2 separate regions of the Mus musculus genome follow, and region 2 is linked to region 1. Evidence: chromatin contacts called from public Hi-C data. All regions are on one chromosome and are shown on one strand. The core of a region is the stretch at or near the end of the contact, and the rest is flanking DNA. Distances in the headings are between cores, read along the strand shown.

Region 1 (5,308 bases), core at 1,456-3,955:
AATGATTTCAGAACAATTCTCAGCATCAGCAGGATATGGCACACATCATGAGTATTGTTTTCTTCTTGGTGGTTCATGTGATTTCTTTACTGCTTAACTCTCAGTTAGAAAAGATATTTCCAAGGAAAACATGAGGACTAGATTTTTGCCAGTGAAGAAAATGAAAACGAATGGGGTTCATACGTGTCAATGATCTTTGGTAAGATCTTAACAAAGAACACTTAGGAAATATTGACAGAGTAATTTCACATCCACTGGCCCAGATATGGCTTTGACATTTTGATAGTTCACTTTTCTCCTTTCTGATTGTGAACATAGTGGCCCAAGGACAAGCTGTGGAGGGAAAGGGTGACTGTTTATCACAGCTAGCTGGCTTTGTACTAGACCAGGGCCAGCAAGATGGCCCAGTGTAGAAAAGGAGTTTGCCATCAATCCTGCTGATCTGAGTTCTCTCCCAGAATCCCGCATGGTTGAAGAAGAGAATGGTCTCAGGCAAAAAAGTCCTTTGACCTCTCTATATACTTGTGTGTATTTACACACAAGGAGAGTGACACAGGCACACACAAACACGTGCACAACACGGACACACAGACACAGCCACACACACACACACACACACACACACACACACACACACACATGCACACAAGCACACAAACTCACATGCATATAAACACATACACAAATACATTTATGCATACAGGCATATATGCACAGATATACACATTTACATGCATACTCATGCATAGCTACACACATACCTACATGCATATGTAAATCTAAAAAAGAAATGCTGGACTAGATGATGACCACATAAGGAATGGATGGAAACCAAAGCACTCATCTAGGCTGTTTTTGCTCTTTCCTTTCTTGGGATAGGATAGAAACAGAACCTCTGAAAACAGATGGCTAGACAGTAGCTAGAAGCAATGAGAGCCCTAGTCCAGCTTGGCAGATCTGTATGCTAGCAAGCCAAAGAAGAGGCCCCAAGTCAAGTCCCCAAACCAAGTTGAGACACTGGCCAAGCACTGGTTGTCTGATGCAGAGAGAGAATGTTCACTTGATCAGCTACCTTGTGGATCTTCAAAATAACAGAGGAGCCACCTGGGTAGATAATTTGAAGCCCAAATTATGTTGCGCCCTCACCAATGTGTGTGTATGTGTGAGTGTGCAGGTGTGTGTGTATTTGTGTGAGTTTGTATGTGTACATGTGTATGTGTACATATGTATGTATGTACGTATGAGTGTATGTATGGCAGGGTTTTTTAACTTATAGTATTTAGGTGCATTTCTAGTATAAATTCTGTGCCCTCAAACTTGGGGTAAGATGTTGCTACCTGTATTGAAGCCAACAAAGTAGAACTTTATTTGAGACAGAGTTAATATTTATTCTTCAATTTGGGGGTCAGTGACACATAAGCCAAGTAAATGTGTACTCAAACCAGGCATGGAACAATCCAAAATACTGATGGTTAAATCGATGCATTTGCTTAGAATAAGAGCTCAGCTTAAGACTCAGCACCACCTACTTTCCTTGAAGCGCTTAAGCACCTAGGTTGGCGACAGAGAATCAGACCCCAGAAGGTCGTGTTGCATCAACGATACCACTTTCTTTCTTTTTTTTAAAAAAAATTACACTTATTTATTATTTATAGGTTCTGAGGTTTGAACTCAAGTCATCAGGGTTGGCAGCAGGCTCCTTTCTTGCTGAGGATCTTGCTGACCCTACGACAGAATTTCTGGGCTGCAGTTTGGAGACACGACTTCTGTTCCCTGAGGGATCATGAGTGATTTGAGGACTTCATCTGACTCAAAATGCTCCCCTACATTAGATACAATAATCTGTGCTACTTAGGTTCCAGTAATCTAAATGCTAATCATACACAGAAGTAACTGTTTTCATCATGAGATTTAGATTGGCGTTTGGCCAAATAACTGGGCTCTGCAGCCTAGCGGGGCTGACACACAGAGTACCCACCTCCGAGGGTCATGATGTTATTTTCTGTTAGAAAATAATTTTTTATTAAGCATAAGCAAGATATGAAGTCAAGGTGAGAGTTTTAAAGCCTGAGGCAATCCAGGGATGCCAACATCTCTAAACTTTCCGAAGTTTGTATTCTCAAAGGTAAGTTACAGCTGAACATTAATCAGAGTAGTTGAATTTTCTTTCTTTCTTTTTTTTTCTTTCTTTCTTTCCTTTTTTATTAACCTCTTCTGGCCTTCCCAAGCCAAGTGGCATATGAAGTTCCCCCTCTGCTTGGTTGAACACAACAGGCCAAGAGACATCAAGATCAGCCACATTTCTAAAGCTAACAGAAAAACATGGCGGGGGGGGGGGGGGGGAGAGGGGCTCTAAGAGGCACTCAAAGGTAAATACTAGGTTGTAATCTAATTAGCAAATGATAATAGAAGCCAATGGAAAACAGGCCACAGACCTATGAACTACAATGCCCCGGGGGAAATAAATGATTGATCGCTCACAGGCAGGAAGCTGATCAGGGAAAGCATGGTCTTGCTTTTGACCTGAAGGACAGATCACAGTTTCCAATCCGAGTCTGAAACATTTGTAAGAAGCCACATGCTTCAAATTCCCTTGCTTTAGTAAGTTCCTCACTTACACAGAAACCCAAAGACATTCTCCAGTGAGACACCAGTCCTTGTCAGTTCCTAACTTGCTAGGAGATGTGGCTCCACGCAAAACTGCTCTAGTAGAATAACCTGTTTCTCAAGTTCTTGCTATTCTGTAATGCTCTGGCCCATTTGCCGAATTCATACAGACAAACAAAACCCAGATGTCACAGGGCAGATGGGTTTACTTACTCCTGGTTTTCTGTGTCAGATTTTCCTGCTTCGAGGACATCTTTCAAATGTGACTCTTCAGATCCATTGCTGAGCTTGGCATCTGCATGGGATTTCAGCCAGGAGACTTGGGTCCTATTTTAGGAATAGAGAAAAACATAGGGAGTTATATGAGCTCAGGCACAATGAGAACGACATCTCTAGCATGTTTTGAAGGAGTCCCACTGTGACATTGCGGATGATGGGCACTAGGAGATCCTCTGGACCTGTCATTCTCTGACCCCAGCTTTGCTTGAGGCTTATGCAGCAAGTATCACATGGAAGTGACTCTGAGCAAAGGAATTTCAAAGATTTAAACCTCAGAAACAGAACCTGGAGGGCAGAGCAGATTTGAGAGTCCCAAACTCTTCGGAAAAGGGAGCTAGGACCTGTGCTTCATTGTTTCAGGAGAAAGACAGGCAATGAGTAAGGAAAGAAAAGAAGGTGTCCCCTTTTCCAGGCCCGGAGATATTTGTACCACTACAACAAAAGAGAGAGTGGAAAGCTGCATATGTATCAAAAGATGGCCTAGTCGGCCATCACTGGAAAGAGAGGCCCATTGGACACGCAAACTGTATATGCCCCAGTACAGGGCCAAAAAAATGGGAATGAGTGGGTAGGGAAGTGGGGGGGAGGGTATGGGGGACTTTTGGGATAGCATTGGAAATGTAATTGAGGAAAATATGTAATAAAAAATATTAAAAAAAAATGCAGCACCAGAACACTTGAAGAATGCTGTAAAAAAAAAAAAAAAAAAAAAAAAAAAAAAAAAGAAGAAGAAGTGGAAGAAGCCGGGCATGATGGCACACACCTTTAATCCCAGCACTTGGGAGGCAGAGGCAGGTGGATTTCTGAGTTCGAGGCCAGCCTGGTCTACAGAGTGAGTTCCAGGACAGCCAGGGCTAAACAGAGAAACCCTGTCTCGAGGAAAAAAAAAAAAAAAGTGGAAGAGACGGGGAGGAAAAAAAAAGTAGAAGTATAAGAGAAAGCAGACATAAGAATCAAAGGCAAAGTTAAAGATGATCTCTAAAGCAAAACTGAAGGGGTCTGGCATGTTCCCCATAGTCAGAAGAGCAAAATTAAAATCCAGGTACAATTTGATCAAGGACAAAAAGACTTTTTCAAGGAGAAGTTTCAAGCAAACTGCTTCACCCTTTACGTTCTCCTCAATTTCTCTCATTACCTTTAGTTAACAATTCTCATAAATAAATATTGACTACAGGGAGCGAGAACAATCTGGAGCCAGGTGAAAACAAACCATCACACTTGGAAATGGCAGGAGTCCTGTGCATTGAGAGCCATAAAAACGCTTCCCGATTCACAGAGTCTGCATGAGCGATCGGGCCATGGGAAAACAAACCAGTTGAAAACGTAAACAAATATGTTTCCTCCCATCGTTCTCTCAAATACATGCTACTCAAATCTATGGAAACACTGTCAGTATCCCTGAAGAGAAAAATGTTCAATTCAATTATATATATGAATGCCATTCAGCAGAAGACCATGCAACCATTAAAATATACTTACTGAGTTCTTGATTGAATGGGAGATGCTTATAATTAAATACTGAGAAAAATTTAAATAGTTTTTTTTTCTTGTGGTAGCTCCTTATCGTTATTCATATACATATAAAATGATTTGGCTTAGAAGATAATGGCACATACTTATGCGTATGTATGTGAACACCATGCAATCACTAAGATATTAATGATAAGAACTACTTAGAAGTTTTTCATTGTTAATTTATTGACAATTTAATACATGTTTATGATGAATTTATTATTTATTTATTCTCCCTGTCCCAGCCTTTCTTATCTCCCTACTACACCTTTCAACCCTATACCCCTCCTTTTCATGATTAGTAACTTTGAGTTTTGTTGTATGACCCATGCGGTTAAATCTACATCGGATTGGATCTACCCACTGGAATGTGGTGGGGTCACCAGAAGAACACAATAGAAGACAGTGACTTTCTCTTTTCCTGAAGCTGTCCATAGAAAACAGTTCCATAGTGAGGAATGGGGTCTGTGAGTGTCTTTTCATCCCTATTGAGCTATTAATATTCCAATTAATTGGAACACAGTCCCTGTGTAGTCCTCCATAGTTGATGAAAGTTCAATCAATCAAAGTTGTATCTTCTGTTTTATACAGTCTTCTGGGCCCCTCTTCTACAATATTCCATATACAAGAAGCCATAGAGATGCTCAACTGGGACTTATGCTCATACCGTGTGGAGCTGTGTCTCTGCCTTCATCCTCACTGGAGAAGGGAGTTTCCCTGATTAAGGCTGAGAATAGTAATTATGTGTATAGCTATATGTACTTAGGAGGTTTGATGCTATTTTAATTTAACTAAACAATAGGTGAAGTCATCCCCATAGACATCCAAGTTCTACGTCCTTTTTTGTCATAGAACTTTGGTGAGGGTTATAATATCAGGTATGGATTTCTTCCTTAAATCTGCATTTCAA
Region 2 (5,308 bases), core at 1,121-3,620, 630 kb before region 1:
TCCTTGCTTCAGCTCTGCTTTTTCAGGCATCTGTAGCCAGAAAAGATGATTAATATTCAGTGTGCGCATGGGATGGGATGCGTGCTTTCGAAATGTTGCTGCTTTCAGCGAGATGGGCAGCTAGTTTTCTATTTCAACTATAGAAAATACACAGTACTCACTCGCTTGCCCAGACACAAGTGGCACCTATTGTTTAAAAATGTTTCCCAAGAATCCGGGTTGCTCTTTTCCTTTCTCAATCTGTGTGCCAAACTATAGGATCCTAGATCTTTATCTATTTATTTTCGGTAAAAGCCAGAAAGACACATGAAAGAATCGAGACTTTTCTTAAGGGGACTTAGCGCGGTTATTTTTAATAATTTATGCACACACTTATATTCCTGCGTGCATAATCCCCCCTCCCCCCCGCGCGCTTCACTGATGTAAAATCAGTAGCTTCAATAACGGAAATCCACTTCCCCTGTGGGTGACATTCCAATAGGTTTTTCCAAACCGCAGAGTCAAAATGCCAGGAGCCTTAGCCGCTGTCCCTCTGGACAACCGACTCAGCTACTGCCCACCGGCGCACTCTTGCCTTCTGCAAAAGTTGCTGGTGTGATTAGTCCGGGTCTGAATTTGCAAGCACAGTTCTCCAGCCCTGGACGGGAAACGCGATCGTTCTCCATGACAACAACCAGAAAGCGCCTGGAGCCACGCTCGGATTTCTACCTGCTCCACACCTTGCGGTGATGCTTGGATTTTTTTAACTCCATATTCCCATTTTAGGGGACAAGCTACTCATGAAATCCTTTGCATGTGAAGTTCCTCCATGAAACGTTTTCCGAGTTCTTCTTTCGTAGTCTAGGTGGAGGAAGCTGAGACAGGACTTTACGTACCGTAGTATGGGAGGACCTGACCAAATCTGTAAATAAATTACTAGCCGGGCTTGGACAACCTGCCTGGCTGGCTGAGGTCTTTGTCCGTTCTGCTTTGCTCCGGGTCCGCGCGCTCCCGCATCTGGCCGGCAGGTGGCGCGGTTGGTTCACGTAGATACTCTGCCCCTGCTGTTTGCAAAGTGCCTCCACTCAAACTCCACTCAGGCTGAGACCCAGACTTGGAGGAGGAAAATCTGGCCCGGGAGGGAGCCAAAGGAGGGGCAGCTTGAGGCGAGCACGGAAGGTGGATCTTTTGGAATCCCACCCCTTCAAACGCCTGGGGACCAGCCACCCAGTTTCAACTGGGGCGGGTCCCTTGGTAGCTAGCTGAGCTGCGGTTGGCGCTCAAATTGGCTTCCCCGGTGGCCTGAGCATCGGAGGACCGGATGGTGTCTGCGTCCCTGGGAAGTCGATGGTTGGCACCCAGAACAACGCGGGGTTGTGGGACAAGTTTCTGCGGGTAGAGCCTCTCATTTTGGTCCCCTGGGAGACTGTCCCCATCAGTACCGGGGAGACTTCGGAGTTCAGAGCCACAGTAGCTGCTCCAGGCAGCTTGCGACCCTCTGTCTGTCCCTTCTGTGCAGCAGGTGCTCGCATTCTTACAACCTTCCCCTTCTACACCTAAGTGTCCAGGAATGGCTAGAAGTGGTTCCAGGGACACTCCCTGGAAAGCACAGTGAGTTCCCGGTAGCTAGGGCTGTCGCGAGGTGATTTCTCCCTTCATAGTCCCGTAGTGGGCTCGGTCGATGTGAACACCCGGACCTGGCCAGGGATCACTTCCAAACGTTAGGAAGATTGGGGACAAGTGACCGCGCTCTGCTGCTGGGGAGATGACTGGGTCCCCCTGGCTAGGTAACTAAGAAGGAAAGGAATTATCAAGCTACGAAAGTCCCCCAGCCCAAAGCATTTCCCACGGAGGAACGCCATAAAGACACAAAACCTGGCAGTGAGGGTGGCTGCGTGCAGCAGAGAGCGCCCGACCTTAGCTGGGGTGGACAGTACAGAGACCCGACGACCTCGGCAAGGGGCAAGAGCCAAGGTGCAGGTCAACTTCAGACTTATTTCATCTCAACAGGAGTCTTTTCTCCCTCGCACACCTCCGGACTTGGGGCCGGGCGGGGAATGCCAACGTTTTCTGGCCTTCCCCACCGTCCTTTCGGAGTCTCTCGAAGTTCCCTCTGCCGTCCAAGGGATCGATCCCCAAGGATCGAGACAAGGTCTGGGGCCTCTCGTGGGGGCACAGACCCATCACTGCTGGGAAGCCAGCCTCGGGAGACCTTGAGCCCTGCGGAGGCTGGAGGGGGCGGGACCTCGGGGGTGGGCTCTGCACCGTGGGGGTGGGGACGTGGCGCTGGTTCTGCACTGCTATTGGTCACGAGCTCTGGACTGGCGGGTGTACGTCACGGGCCGGTCCCACCCTCTTGGCAATGTCTTCAGACTGCTGCACTCCTAACTTAAGCATTTATTCCACTGGGATAGAAGCGGCAGGAGCAGCGTTGGCACCGGCGAACCATGGCTGGGATTTTCTATTTCATCCTCTTTTCGTTTCTCTTTGGAATTTGCGACGCTGTCACCGGTTCTAGGGTATACCCCGCGAATGAAGGTAAGAGCCCGGCAGCCCTTATGCGGTCCGGGACCCGGAGGGGGTGATTCACTGATGAATGGTCTTCTGGAGCTCAGAACCAGTTAGGGTGGGGGGCGGGGGGTGGAGAGCGCGGCATGAGCCTCGCGTTCCCACTCCGGAGAAGAGTGCCGAACAGAGGGGATCCTCTTAAGTGGGGACTGAGGAGGATCAGGCTGTCTGAACTGAGAAGGGTGACCGATGCAAGCTGCCACTCTGCCCAAGTTTGTAGCGAAAGGCCAAAGTTTATCAGCATCCGCCTGCAGGGCCGGCTCAAGGCGCCCCGAGGGGATACACCGGGATTTGAAAACAAAACAAAAAAACGTGTGAGCAAAGTCCTCTACATCAGCAGCACAGGCGAGAAGGGAAACCCAAACGTAGAGCGCAGAGCGCCCGGCCTCTTGTCCAAGCCTTGCGAGCCCGGGTTTTTGCAAAGTTTTCCCAGCGCAGCGCTTCCCGGGACCCGGCTGCTTGGTCTCCGGAGCGCGCAGCGGTGGTGGCGCCGCTTGTCGGGCGCCGGTGACCTGATTTCTAGCACCGGGCCTCAGACACCTTTTTCTCCATCGGGCCGCGCACCCTGGAGGTTGCAATCTCAGGCCTACCTCTCCCCTACCCCAGATCCTTAGCTCATCCAGCAAAACTAGGGGACCAGTCAGCGAATTAAACATACCCCACTGTAAGCTTCTCTCTCCAGTATGGGGTACTGGACTAGTCTAGAAGGACAGGCATGACCGACGGGACCCATTCGTGTGCCGTTTTCTGTTTGTCTATTGCGACGTTCTGGAAGGATTGTTTGTCTGTTTTTCTGTCCGAGGTGAGGGGAGAGGTGGTGACCATTTAGTTTGTGATGGGCCTAGGGGGAAAGGAACACTCTCTGTGTCTATTTCTGTCCTTATGTGTCCCTGTCTCTCTATCTCTGTCTGTCTCTCTCCCCCTCCTCTCGTGTGTGTGTGTGTGTGTGTGTGTGTGTGTGTGTGTGTGTGTGTGTGTGTGTGTTTGAGGGCAAATGTGTGCCTGGCGCGGGTGTCTGCAGGAACCTGGACGTTTTGTGCCGGGTAAGCGAGTGCGCACAGTGTGTGAACGTGGGCTCCGGCCTGTGTTCGTGTTCCAACCTGCGCGCATTAGCTGTGCATCTGTCTCATCGATTCTTCCCACTCCGTACATCCATCTATCTATCCATCCAGCCAGCCAGCCTCCGTCTCCCCAGGCATCAGTCCATCTAGCTATTCCTGTGCAATCCACTATCATTTTTTCTGTTCCGAAGGAGGGAGCCAAAAACCAACTTAGGCTTGGCTAGACAGAGGGTACCCGGAGCTCTCCAGGCAGAGGTTTGGACCTTGTCGTACACCTGCCCACAGGCAGTGCCGGGGCGGAGGAGGGGACAGTGGGGGTAGAAGAGTGGTCTCTCCCCTACTCCGTCACATTCCAGGGGTTGTGGCTTCGATTTAGCACCTCGGCAGTTCCCGGGGCTTTTCCTCTGAGCGGAACCGCGTACCTCGCATTCTCCTGGCTATGGCTACTTACTTTACACACTTGTTAAGTGTCCCCAGAGACCTCTCTCGCCCCAGACCTAGAGGTAGTTAGAGTTAGGATTCTTTTTTTTTTTTTTTCTTTACCTTTAATTTCCCCTCTTTTTTTCTTTGGGAAGCAAGACTGGGCGCCCTAGACCAAAAAAAAAAAAAAAAAAAAAGGCGCTCGATGGAACCGTAGGCTAATGTTGAAAGCGGGGGGGGGGCGCGGGGGGGGCGCTGCACCCCCTTGCCCCTCCTTCCCTTAAAAATTAATTCATTTTGTTGCTTTTTATTCCTGTCACGTTTCCTTTTCTCCCTTTTACCCTCCCTTTCTACTCCCTCCCTTTTTTTGTAAATTGGGTCTTATTGTTCCCTTTGTGTCCCTAATCCACCTTACATAAATCCAAGTGGATGTAGCGGGCTTTTCTCTGGGGTCCGGGAGGAGAAGGGAGCACAGCTCCAGGCGGGAACGACCCGGGCAAGGCTCTACATTTTAGAATAATTAATAGACCCCAGGAATAAGGATCTTTCGGAGAGCTAGGGCAAAGGGGTTGGTTTTTAGCTTCCTGGATTTGAGGGATAGAATGAGAGGAGGTGGGCAGAATTCCAGGTCCTGGGGGTGAGACAGAGAGTTGGGGTACTCGGGCCGCCAGGACAGGGGCCTCCCATTCCCACCCCTCCCCCAGCCTGAAGAGCCAGCCTCCCTGATCAAATTAATAACCCACAGGGTGTCTTTTAGATGGGCCTTTCGACCCCCAAGCCTGAAGATCGTGCTGGGAAAGGCAGTGTGGATAGGTTTCGAATTCATTGCCCCTCTTTCAATGTCGTAGGCACCTGAGAAGGGTACCGCAGCTCTAGAGGCGTCTTCTCCCTTCCCCCCTAGCTTGGAGGCCGAATGTTAGGTGTAGCGCAAGCATACTAAATCCATTAGGCAGCACTCCATACCTAAAATTCAAACCAGCCATTTCCTGGAGGTGGAGGTCTCATCTCGCTTGTCCTCCAAAGGACCTACGAAAAAAGAGACTGCTTCAGTGCGTTTTTGCATTTTAACCTTACCCTTCTGGCAGGCCTCCTTGCTGGAACTCAAGATATTTAAAAAGCAGAGGGTGCATACAGTGGGTCTGTATTTATTTGGGGAGGGGGGGCATAAGGGGAGGGGGGAGAGCCTTTTCTCTGACCCTTCGGGTCCTTCGATAGCATTCACTTGTGGGTCTGTCACCACCACTGGTGAGTTATGTGGTCATCTGAGGCTTGCAAAAACA

What was found. Hi-C and Micro-C count contacts between places; a contact is called where the count stands out from the background.
Region 2: a contact with region 1 is called in a Hi-C map of epidermal suprabasal cells, with 6 times the contacts expected there. The contact joins the promoter of Epha4 here to the enhancer-like site in region 1. A contact is called at or near these places in 4 of 39 promoter capture datasets (cranial neural crest, hippocampal neurons and liver), 5 of 484 Hi-C or Micro-C datasets (cerebral cortex, epidermal suprabasal cells, uterus and 1 more), 20 of 115 datasets of contacts at active chromatin or transcription factors (astrocytes, bone marrow-derived macrophages, craniofacial prominence and 12 more) and 2 of 9 other capture datasets (embryonic stem cells and liver).

The regions. Positions count from the first base shown.
Region 1 is chr1:76,878,093-76,883,400 of GRCm38.p6, reverse strand. No RefSeq gene overlaps it. Among named protein-coding and RNA genes, the nearest start is that of Mir6343, 370 kb to the right of the region's middle. Within about 2 kb of position 2,705, at least 12 of the 459 cell types and tissues checked have an H3K27ac peak or open chromatin away from gene starts, as enhancers often do. A contact at or near this core is called in epidermal suprabasal cells, where this site is marked.
Region 2 is chr1:77,512,150-77,517,457 of GRCm38.p6, reverse strand. Epha4 (Eph receptor A4) reads left to right here and starts at 2,370. Exons shown (of 18, transcript NM_007936.3): 1 at 2,370-2,517. The coding sequence starts at 2,427.